Linked DNA regions of Mus musculus: region 1 is linked to region 2. Evidence: chromatin contacts called from public Hi-C data. All regions are on one chromosome and are shown on one strand. Each heading gives the region's core, a stretch centred on a gene start, on an enhancer-like site or on the middle of the called end of the contact. The rest is flanking DNA. Distances are from core to core; before and after follow the strand shown.

What was found. A called contact is a pair of places that touch in the nucleus more often than the background predicts.
Region 1: a contact with region 2 is called in a Hi-C map of liver, with 5 times the contacts expected there. The contact joins two enhancer-like sites. A contact is called at or near these places in 1 of 39 promoter capture datasets (liver) and 3 of 484 Hi-C or Micro-C datasets (the G1E-ER4 cell line, embryonic fibroblasts and liver).

The regions. Positions count from the first base shown.
Region 1 is chr5:88,937,932-88,942,213 of GRCm38.p6, forward strand. The region is part of intron 2 of Slc4a4 (solute carrier family 4 (anion exchanger), member 4); the gene reads left to right. Among named protein-coding and RNA genes, the nearest start is that of Slc4a4, 53 kb to the left of the region's middle. Within about 2 kb of position 1,485, at least 33 of the 459 cell types and tissues checked have an H3K27ac peak or open chromatin away from gene starts, as enhancers often do. A contact at or near this core is called in liver, where this site is marked.
Region 2 is chr5:88,690,392-88,694,509 of GRCm38.p6, forward strand. No RefSeq gene overlaps it. Among named protein-coding and RNA genes, the nearest start is that of Grsf1, 16 kb to the left of the region's middle. Within about 2 kb of position 1,505, at least 10 of the 459 cell types and tissues checked have an H3K27ac peak or open chromatin away from gene starts, as enhancers often do. A contact at or near this core is called in liver, where this site is marked.

The sequences.
Region 1 (4,282 bases), core at 235-2,734, 250 kb after region 2:
AGCATTCTGTGACTTGGACTGTGAGATCTGCTCTGAATGGAAAAGCCCAAGCTTACTCTTGAGCCCTGCTATATAGAATTGGTCAGTGGATGATAAATTGGTGCTGCCAGAACAACGCAGACCATTTCAAACATAGACAGGGGAAATTGCCAAGTTTTGTTGGTCAAGTCAAGCTTGAGATAGCCTCCCCATCCCCAGCCCCCACCCTTCCACCCAAGATGGGAGGAATAGATTTTTTTTTTTTTTAAAGTCAGCTTGGAGATCAGCAGAGTGGTATGTATCTGTACATCTAGTGCTTGAGAACCTGAGGCAGGAGGATCAGGAGGAGTTCAAGGGCAGCCTGAAGACCCTGTCTCAAAAAAAAAATCAGCTTGGATTTTGGATCTGTGTGATATAAACAGATTACTTAATATTCTCATATTTTGCAATAGGGGAAAAAGAGCAAACTCCACCTTATCCTTTGAGATAAGGCCTTGGCTTGGCTGGGCTAGGTAACTCCCCAGCGGCCTTGGCAGCTCTCACTTCATGAGGAGGGGCCTCTCCTTAACTTTGAATCCAACTAGCAACTCAGGAAACATAAATAACTGTAGGACAATATGGTCTGAAATGTCTATGTTACTGAGGCTTGCTTGGTGCTCCTTCAATGCTGTTAGGATATAGTGTACTATTTTCCCTCCATTTCAAAACTGAGTCCCACAGGAAGTGCCTTCCCTCCTGTTAAAGGCAGGGATAAGCCTAGAAATCCCACTATCCCTGATGGTCATTAAGAGAGTACTGTTTCAAACTCTGGAATTTATCATGAGGGCTTTTCAGAGAAATGCATTTTGGAAGTGTAGGGCGGTATTTGGGACTGAGCTCCCAATCACCAAATATTTGCTAAAACAAAAGATGTGTTCATCAATATATAATGTGAACTAAATAAAACATACGCAGAATTACGTAACTCTCATATCTCTGCTTATACTTTTTGTTAGTATTTTGCTCTTAGCCCTTAAAGTCAAGTGGTATGGCATGGTCCGTAGTTTACCCTTGGTATTCTATTCTATTTTATAAGGGTCATTTTCAGTTTGATCTTGCTTATTTGTATGGAGTGGCAAGCAAAAGTAGCCACTAACCCTCCTCTCTTTAGACCCATCTTGTTCTGTTCTGTGTTTTGAAAACAAGAGAGTAAGATGATGAAATGGGGGCCTTTGGCTTCTTGGAGGTCAGGACCTCAACATTTTACAGACATGAAATCATAATGACTTAAGCTGGTTTTCAGGAGAGGAGGCTGCGATGCTCTAATGTGTGTGTATTGGAGGAAGGTAGTGTTCTAAAGAAAAAAGGCGGGGCTTGGTCTGGGAGACATTTGTTAAGAATTATAGTGGTCATAACAGTAACTGCAGAGAAGGGGTAATGAAAACCTATCAGATGGGAAGGGAGGGGCCAGGTCAGGGCTGGGGCTATTCTGAGCTCTGGACGCAAGTGTCCGGTTGCAATGTGCTGTCCACTTGAACGGCTCAGAAACTGTGTACAGAGGGAACACTTGGGCAAAGACTGCCGAAGGAAAAGCCCTCTTAGCCAAAACAATGTAGTCCCACATTGGAGAACTTTAAAGATTTTTAAAAGTTCCCTCTTGACTAGCAGCTTGGCCTTACCCTCCCTCAGCAGATGGTCTATAGATCTTTCCAAATTCCTCTCTTCTTTTTCCTTTGGTCTCAGCTATCCACTCCCCTGAGGTCCTAAAGACTACAGCTCTTATCGCCATGGCTGCAGGGCACCTCTTGCTGTTAGAGAAGGGACATCTTTATCCCTAGATTTTGTCCTCATCCAGGATATCTGATGAGGTTTCATGGGTTTTTGAACAGGAAACAGGCGTTACACCTTCCCAGAGCTTTCCTCTGTTGAGAATTCCCTGGTAATGTTACGGACTAAAAACCCCTTGAAGCCATTTCCTGCTCTAATTGTTGACCTTGTTTTATGGCAGTAAGCCTCAACAAATTGAACTTGGTACTTTGTGTTTTGCAAGGATTCAGGCATTCTGAAATGACACTCTGGGGACAATTTTGCCCTAGATGAAGCCTCTTATCTGGTCAGTTAGTGAGATGTTGTCTTATATTTACATTGGAAGTATCTACCAAAGTGTTGTATTCATGTGCTGTTCCAGTAGAGTGGTTAAGCACCAGTTGGATAAACTGATTCAACAAGACCAAATAAATAAACTCCCAAACTGAATCCTGTTATGGGATCATTGAATCAGTGAAGGAAGCCACTTAGAATGGAGAGTTTGGGTTTCTTTCTCCATAAAATGGAAACAGGGCAACATGCCATTTATAATATAACTCGTGATGATTATACAAAATGATGTCACTGATGTACGCAGCACTAAGAAGAATAGGAATGCTTTTAGATTTGGGAGAGGCAGAAGATGAAGAACTTGATGTTGAAGTGTGAGGGCCTGGGTCCGGCTCCTGAGAATCCTCGACTGGGGTGATGACTGTCTGTAATGCCCGTGTTCCTCTGTGAATTGGAAAGTGAGGCAATGCTATCCTTAGAAACTCAGCTGTCCTGGCTTACATAGTGGCAGACAGTAAAGAGGGCCTGTCCCAAGCAAGGTAGAAGATGCGAGCTGATGTTTGATGTTGTCATCTAACCACCAAGTATAGGCTGTGGCATATGCACACCTGCATATTCTCTCTCTTTCTCACTCACTCACACACAAGCACACACTTGGATTATCATCTCTCTAAAAGTTCTCGATAAGACTGACGGAGCATATCATTCTGAAGGATTTAGTTGGTTGCAGCGTCCGTTGGCTTCCTCAGTTCCTCCCTCCTAACACTCAGCCTTTTGCCCTCTTACCTGCTCCCCCCAACCCCCGCTGCTTTCTCTATTGGAGAAGCCAAGACAGAATGGCCAAGTGAAATTCCCAAGGACTAGCATCCATTTCTCTTTGGACTCTTTTTGTTTCTCTTTAAGCTCTGGATATAAGACTTAATGATCATGGTTAGGCTGTGGATATACCTCACCCTTAGCTTATTAAATTGTCTCATTTTCTAAGAAAAATCATTAAATCACGTGTGTGCCTGATGTAAACTGCTTACCCAGTGTCAATTAAAGCCTGCAGTGTCTTCCCTGGAATATAGAAGTGTTCTAGTGGGTCGTGTTCTGATGGTGAGCTCTACATGTGAGCATCATACATGAACACTCACAAACCATCCCCTCCCCAACACAGACTAGAGTAATTCTGGGTCCTATGGGCTATTATGTAGTTTGGGTGGCAATAAAATGAGATCATGCAACAGTGTAGAGGTACTATGTATTCTAGCCTGAGCTAAATACTTCCCTATTGTTTTAATCATTGCAAACAATTTTAATTTGGGGGGATTAAAAGTGGGGTCTGGTGAGTATGATGAGAGTGAGACTGGAATAAAGATCAGCTGAGCTTCCTTTGTTACCTGGTGAGCTTGCTGCTGAGATGGTGTTTCGATTTCACTTTACCTTTTGGCTAATTCCAAGAGGACTGAGGCAGGAGGCTGCCGTGACAAGGGTTCACGGGAGGTTCTGCACACTGCATCCCGACACTACTGATTGCCAGGTGGGATGAGAGGCGAAGGGGGTGAGGGTGGTGAGTGACATCCACTGAGTCAGCTGTATGGGTGACTTAAATAATTCCCATCTCTGAATAGCGAGAAGGCTTTTAAGTCTGGTAATTGCTTTTACCTTTCACAGGGTTGGAATGAGAAGACAGCTGTCCTAAGGTATTCATTGGGTTCACCTTTAGACTCCGTTGATTTTGAAAGAACTCCATGAGATATTATTTTACAGAATATTGTCAAGGTTGAATGCACAGTATTTTGTTCTTAAACCAGGCTGAAATGTCTGGAGATAGAAATAAGGGTTAAATTTTAGTAATATTAACCAATACATCTCTTGCAGAGGATCACAATTACATATTTATAGGTTGTTGAGGTCATCACCCAAGTCCTCGTCTATTACAACTTCACTGAGAATTTCTATGTGTGCTGCAAAACCAGGGCAGTGTCTTTGGCGTTCAGTGGATAGCTGAATCCAGGATACGTGTGTTTGGCGAATTCAATCAGTATCTGATTGTTCAGGGTTTTGCTTGCTTTGATTCAGTCTGCGCTGTGGTTCGGAGGACGTGGTGGTGGTGTAGCAGGAGTCTGGATCTGTTTCTATCCCTGGCTCTGCACTGCCTCTCTAGGTGACACTGGCAAACATCACTACAGCTACCGGCTGATTTCCTCCTTCTTCTCTCAGTAATGCTTCACAGGTTAATACC
Region 2 (4,118 bases), core at 255-2,754:
ACAGAAAGAAAGAAAAAAGGGAATGGCATAGTTGGAGAAGTTGAGAGAGTTTGCACAAAGCATTCACTGTCCTGGTGAAGCACACCAATGTTACTGCAACGCAGACACTAGCTTCCATTCAAGTCTAGACAAAACTAAATCCCTAGCAGAAATTTAAAAATAGCCACTCAGCAGCCACACAGCAAAGAAAAAGGGAGTGGGAACAGGCATTGGGGACACAGTGGCAGGTACTCAGATTTTCTGTTATTTCTTCAAAGATAGTGACTTTCGATTTAATTTCCAGACACTGGCCTGCAGGAGGAAAGTGAAGGAATGAGTAACAGGGCAGACATTTTTCTTTGGGTGGTGCTCTCTCTCTTTGCCGGGGATCTTTGGAAGGCAGCTATGCTCACCACCAAACCATCAATGCACCAGGGATCTTTGGGAAACTGGAGTCTCGTCTCTGACCCTCCAAGATGACGTATGCATGCGGTCAGTCCAAGTTTCAAAATTAATGAAATGTTTTGAGCACTTTTCAGAAATTAGGCTGGATGCCCTTTGACTGGTGGCTGCTTCTGTGAGCCTCTGTGACGAGGTGTGAACTCTGACCTGGAAGATCTCAGATATCATAGATCTTCATATGTAAACAAGAGCTCTTGGAAAAAGCAAACAAGACAGAGAAAAATCACCTGATCCTTTGGATTCGCTCTTAACACTTTGTGTATGTGTTAATTATTTTACAGTGTAAACGTGTCGTAACAAGATCTCTTTAAAAATACATTGACTTAAACAGGAGAGACATTTCACTGAATAGGCTAGAGATACACAGTTCTGGACTGGTAAGAAGGTTTCACCATATTTAACATACAGTTCTCGTCTCTGTGTCCAAGCTTGGTTTGCTTTTGCATCCCAGCCAGGGCCCAGGAAAGAACAAGTCAATGGAGGGGGTGATGGTTTGTATATGCTCAGCCCAGGGAATGGCACTTTTAGAGGGTGTGGCCTCTGGAAGAGCAGCAAGTGCTCTTAAAAGCGGAGCCACCTCTCCAGCAGCTTTTTTTTTTCTTTTTAAAACACAACCTGCTTATTAACTCCTTGAGAAATTATAAAATACATTTAGATCATATTCATCCTCCAGCATTCTTCCCAACTCCCCCAAGACCCACTAGTCACCTCCTCACTGCCTCCTAATTTTGTGACTTATTTTTTTCCTCTCTGATTTAATAATTCACTTGACCCAATTTGCACTGCCCATATACTCGTGGCTGTGGGGCCATCTGTGGAAGAACGGTTTACCTCCCAAGGGCCACAATCTAACTTTCCCTCCCCAAGTCTTGGTCAGGTTCACAGTACCACACAGTACCAGGTATGTGTCTCTTATGTTTTTGGCCATAAATCCAATCAGGAAGTAGTGGATACCCCTGTAACGTTTCTTATTATTTGCCTAAGTTTTCCCTGGATCATGTGTATCTCTCTTGAGGCCAAAGGCTGGTCTTCCTGGGAGGACCCTGGACAGGACTGAATGTAGCCCTTTGTTCCCTATGATATCCTCCGGTCAACTGTGGCTGTTTGGCCACAGCTGCTCAAAGAGAGTTTATATAATCACGGAAGCAGGTGCAAACATGGGCCAAGATTGGGAAAAGACTGCAGAGTCTTCAGAAAATAAAAGAAAATATTTTTTTATGATCTACATGGAATTTCTGCCAATACTCTAATTCTCGTTTAATTCCCACCACAACACTGTAACTCAGATGATATTGTCTCGGCTTTATGATAAGAAAATCTAACCACATCTGACATTTAACCTAGTAAGTAGCAGATCCAGAGATTGTACCTAAGACTGTTTAGCTCACATAGAATCCATCTCATCCCGGGTATCTTAGTATTGAAGAATCTGGCTCTAAGTGGGGGAAAAAATAGCATCGTATAACATTAAACCACATACCAATAATTTTTTTTTGTAATTTATCTTATTAGACAGGACACTGTTTATCAACCCCGCCCCTGAGACTCAGGGACCATCATGGAACAGGGAGTAAGAAGAAAGTCAGAGGCAGTGGATAGGGAGGTTATCAGGTATTTTTCTGTTTCTGTGATAAAATACCATGACCAAGGCAACTTAAAGGAGAAAGGGTTTACTCAGGAGCATCTCTGTTGTCTATCCAACTGGCACAACTCTCTTACTTCTCATCTCAGTTATAAAACAACAAAAATATTCCTAGACATTGTCGATGTCTCCAGGTGTTGGGGATTGGTGCTTTGTCTTAGTTTGGTTCCCAAAATCATACGGAAAGTTGCATGTCCAGACAGTGAGGGCCCCTGTCCTCAACTGGCTTTTGATTAATCAATAAAGAGCCAGTGGCCAATGGCTGGGCAAAATGAAAGAGGCGGGACTTTCAGTGGAGAGATCAGATTTAAGAGCTGCAGGAGAGAAATCATGCAGCAATGTGGATGTATTGGGAAAGCGGCCTCATGGGAAGACTGCCCAGAGGGAAACAGAGCAGCAAAGATAAAACAGAGATTTAGAAAGTGTTAATTCAAGAATACTTGAGTGCCCAGCCATTGAGCTACTAAGGCATATACAAATATCACTGCATAAGTAAGTCTTTCATTTGTGAATAGGGTGGCTAGAAGCATGACCACTCCCCAGGAGGGAGCTCAAATTGGATTAACAGTTCTCTGCTACATTTAGGAGGCAGAAAATCACCTCATTTGAAGAACTGCTGATTTAAAGGAAAATTTTAGATGAAAGTTCTACTCTAAGAAGATAAAAACTAGGGCTGGAGAGATGGCTCAGTGGTTAAAAGCACTGACTGATCTTCCAGAGGTCTTGAGTGGAGTACCAGCAACCACATGGTTACTCACAACCATCTGAGAGGATCTGATGCCCTCTTCTGGTGTTTCTGAAGACAGCTACATATATAATAAATATAGTAAATAAATAATTAAAAAAAAAGATAAAAACCTAAAAGTATTATGGGAAAGCCTGAAGCTGGAAAATTTGTTCTAAGTAAATGCTATTTGAAAAGTAACTCTAAAAATAAGAATTTACTATTTATATGTGGTTATTAATATACTCAAAGTTTCCTATCAAAACTAACAGCGTTCAAGAGTTAAAAGTGCAGGGCTGATAAATACATGAAATTCATTTAAATTTTATTTCACCCTGTTTTCTTCTCTAATGCTGTTTTAAGAAAAAAAGTTATAGGGGTCTCAAGAGATGGAGTAGCAGTTAAGAGCATTTACAGCTGTTCCAGAGGATATAGGCTCAGTTGTCAGCACCCACAGGGCAGCTCTGTTACAACCATCTGTAATTCCAGTTCCAGGTGATCTGACATCCTCTTCAGGTCCCTTTGGGCACAGCACACCCATGGTGTACATACGTGCATTCAAGCAAATACTCATATACATAAAAAGAAAACCTCCCCCAAATTTTTAAGGAAATAAGGATTTTTCATTTGTTATTTTTGTTTTATGTGTATTGTCTGCACGTGTGCCTGAAGTCATTCAAGTTTAACAGAGAATGCTCAGCTCCAGTTTATTTAGCTGTCTCTGAAGTTTATTAGCTAGTGTGGATAGATTAAATGAGATACTAAGTTTGAGCTCACCTTGTCAACAAATACATAGTTACAATGTATCTTTTCCTGTAAGGCCTCTTCTCAAGGAGTTCTATTTATTCTATTTAACTACGTCATTCATCAGGGGTTATTGTATCAACATTCATAGATCACCATGAGGGAAAATATCAAAGAAATGTTAAAAAGTAATGCTTAGGTAGTGCCAAAATTGTCTCACAGAGATGTGGTGAAGCATTTTAGCTAGACTCAAGGCTGCTTTGGAGAAGTTAATTGGAGTTAAAAGTACAGCTGTGTTCTGCCCTCACCAGCCTTATTTAGGTCAGGTGCTTCTAGTGTCTTCTGTCCTGCTACCAACTGCGAGGTGTTTTAGGCATTTGTCACTAAAACTGCCAGGATGATAAAGATGAATGGCTTGATTGATAACTCATAATCTGAGAGGTAACTGACCAGCTTCCGGGGTGGGGGTGGGAGGACTGTTCTTGGTCTCTGTGACAAATGTTTTCCAAAATCAATGTGAATCATTTCACACTACAGTATCCATGTTTTTAAAAAAACATCAGCCAG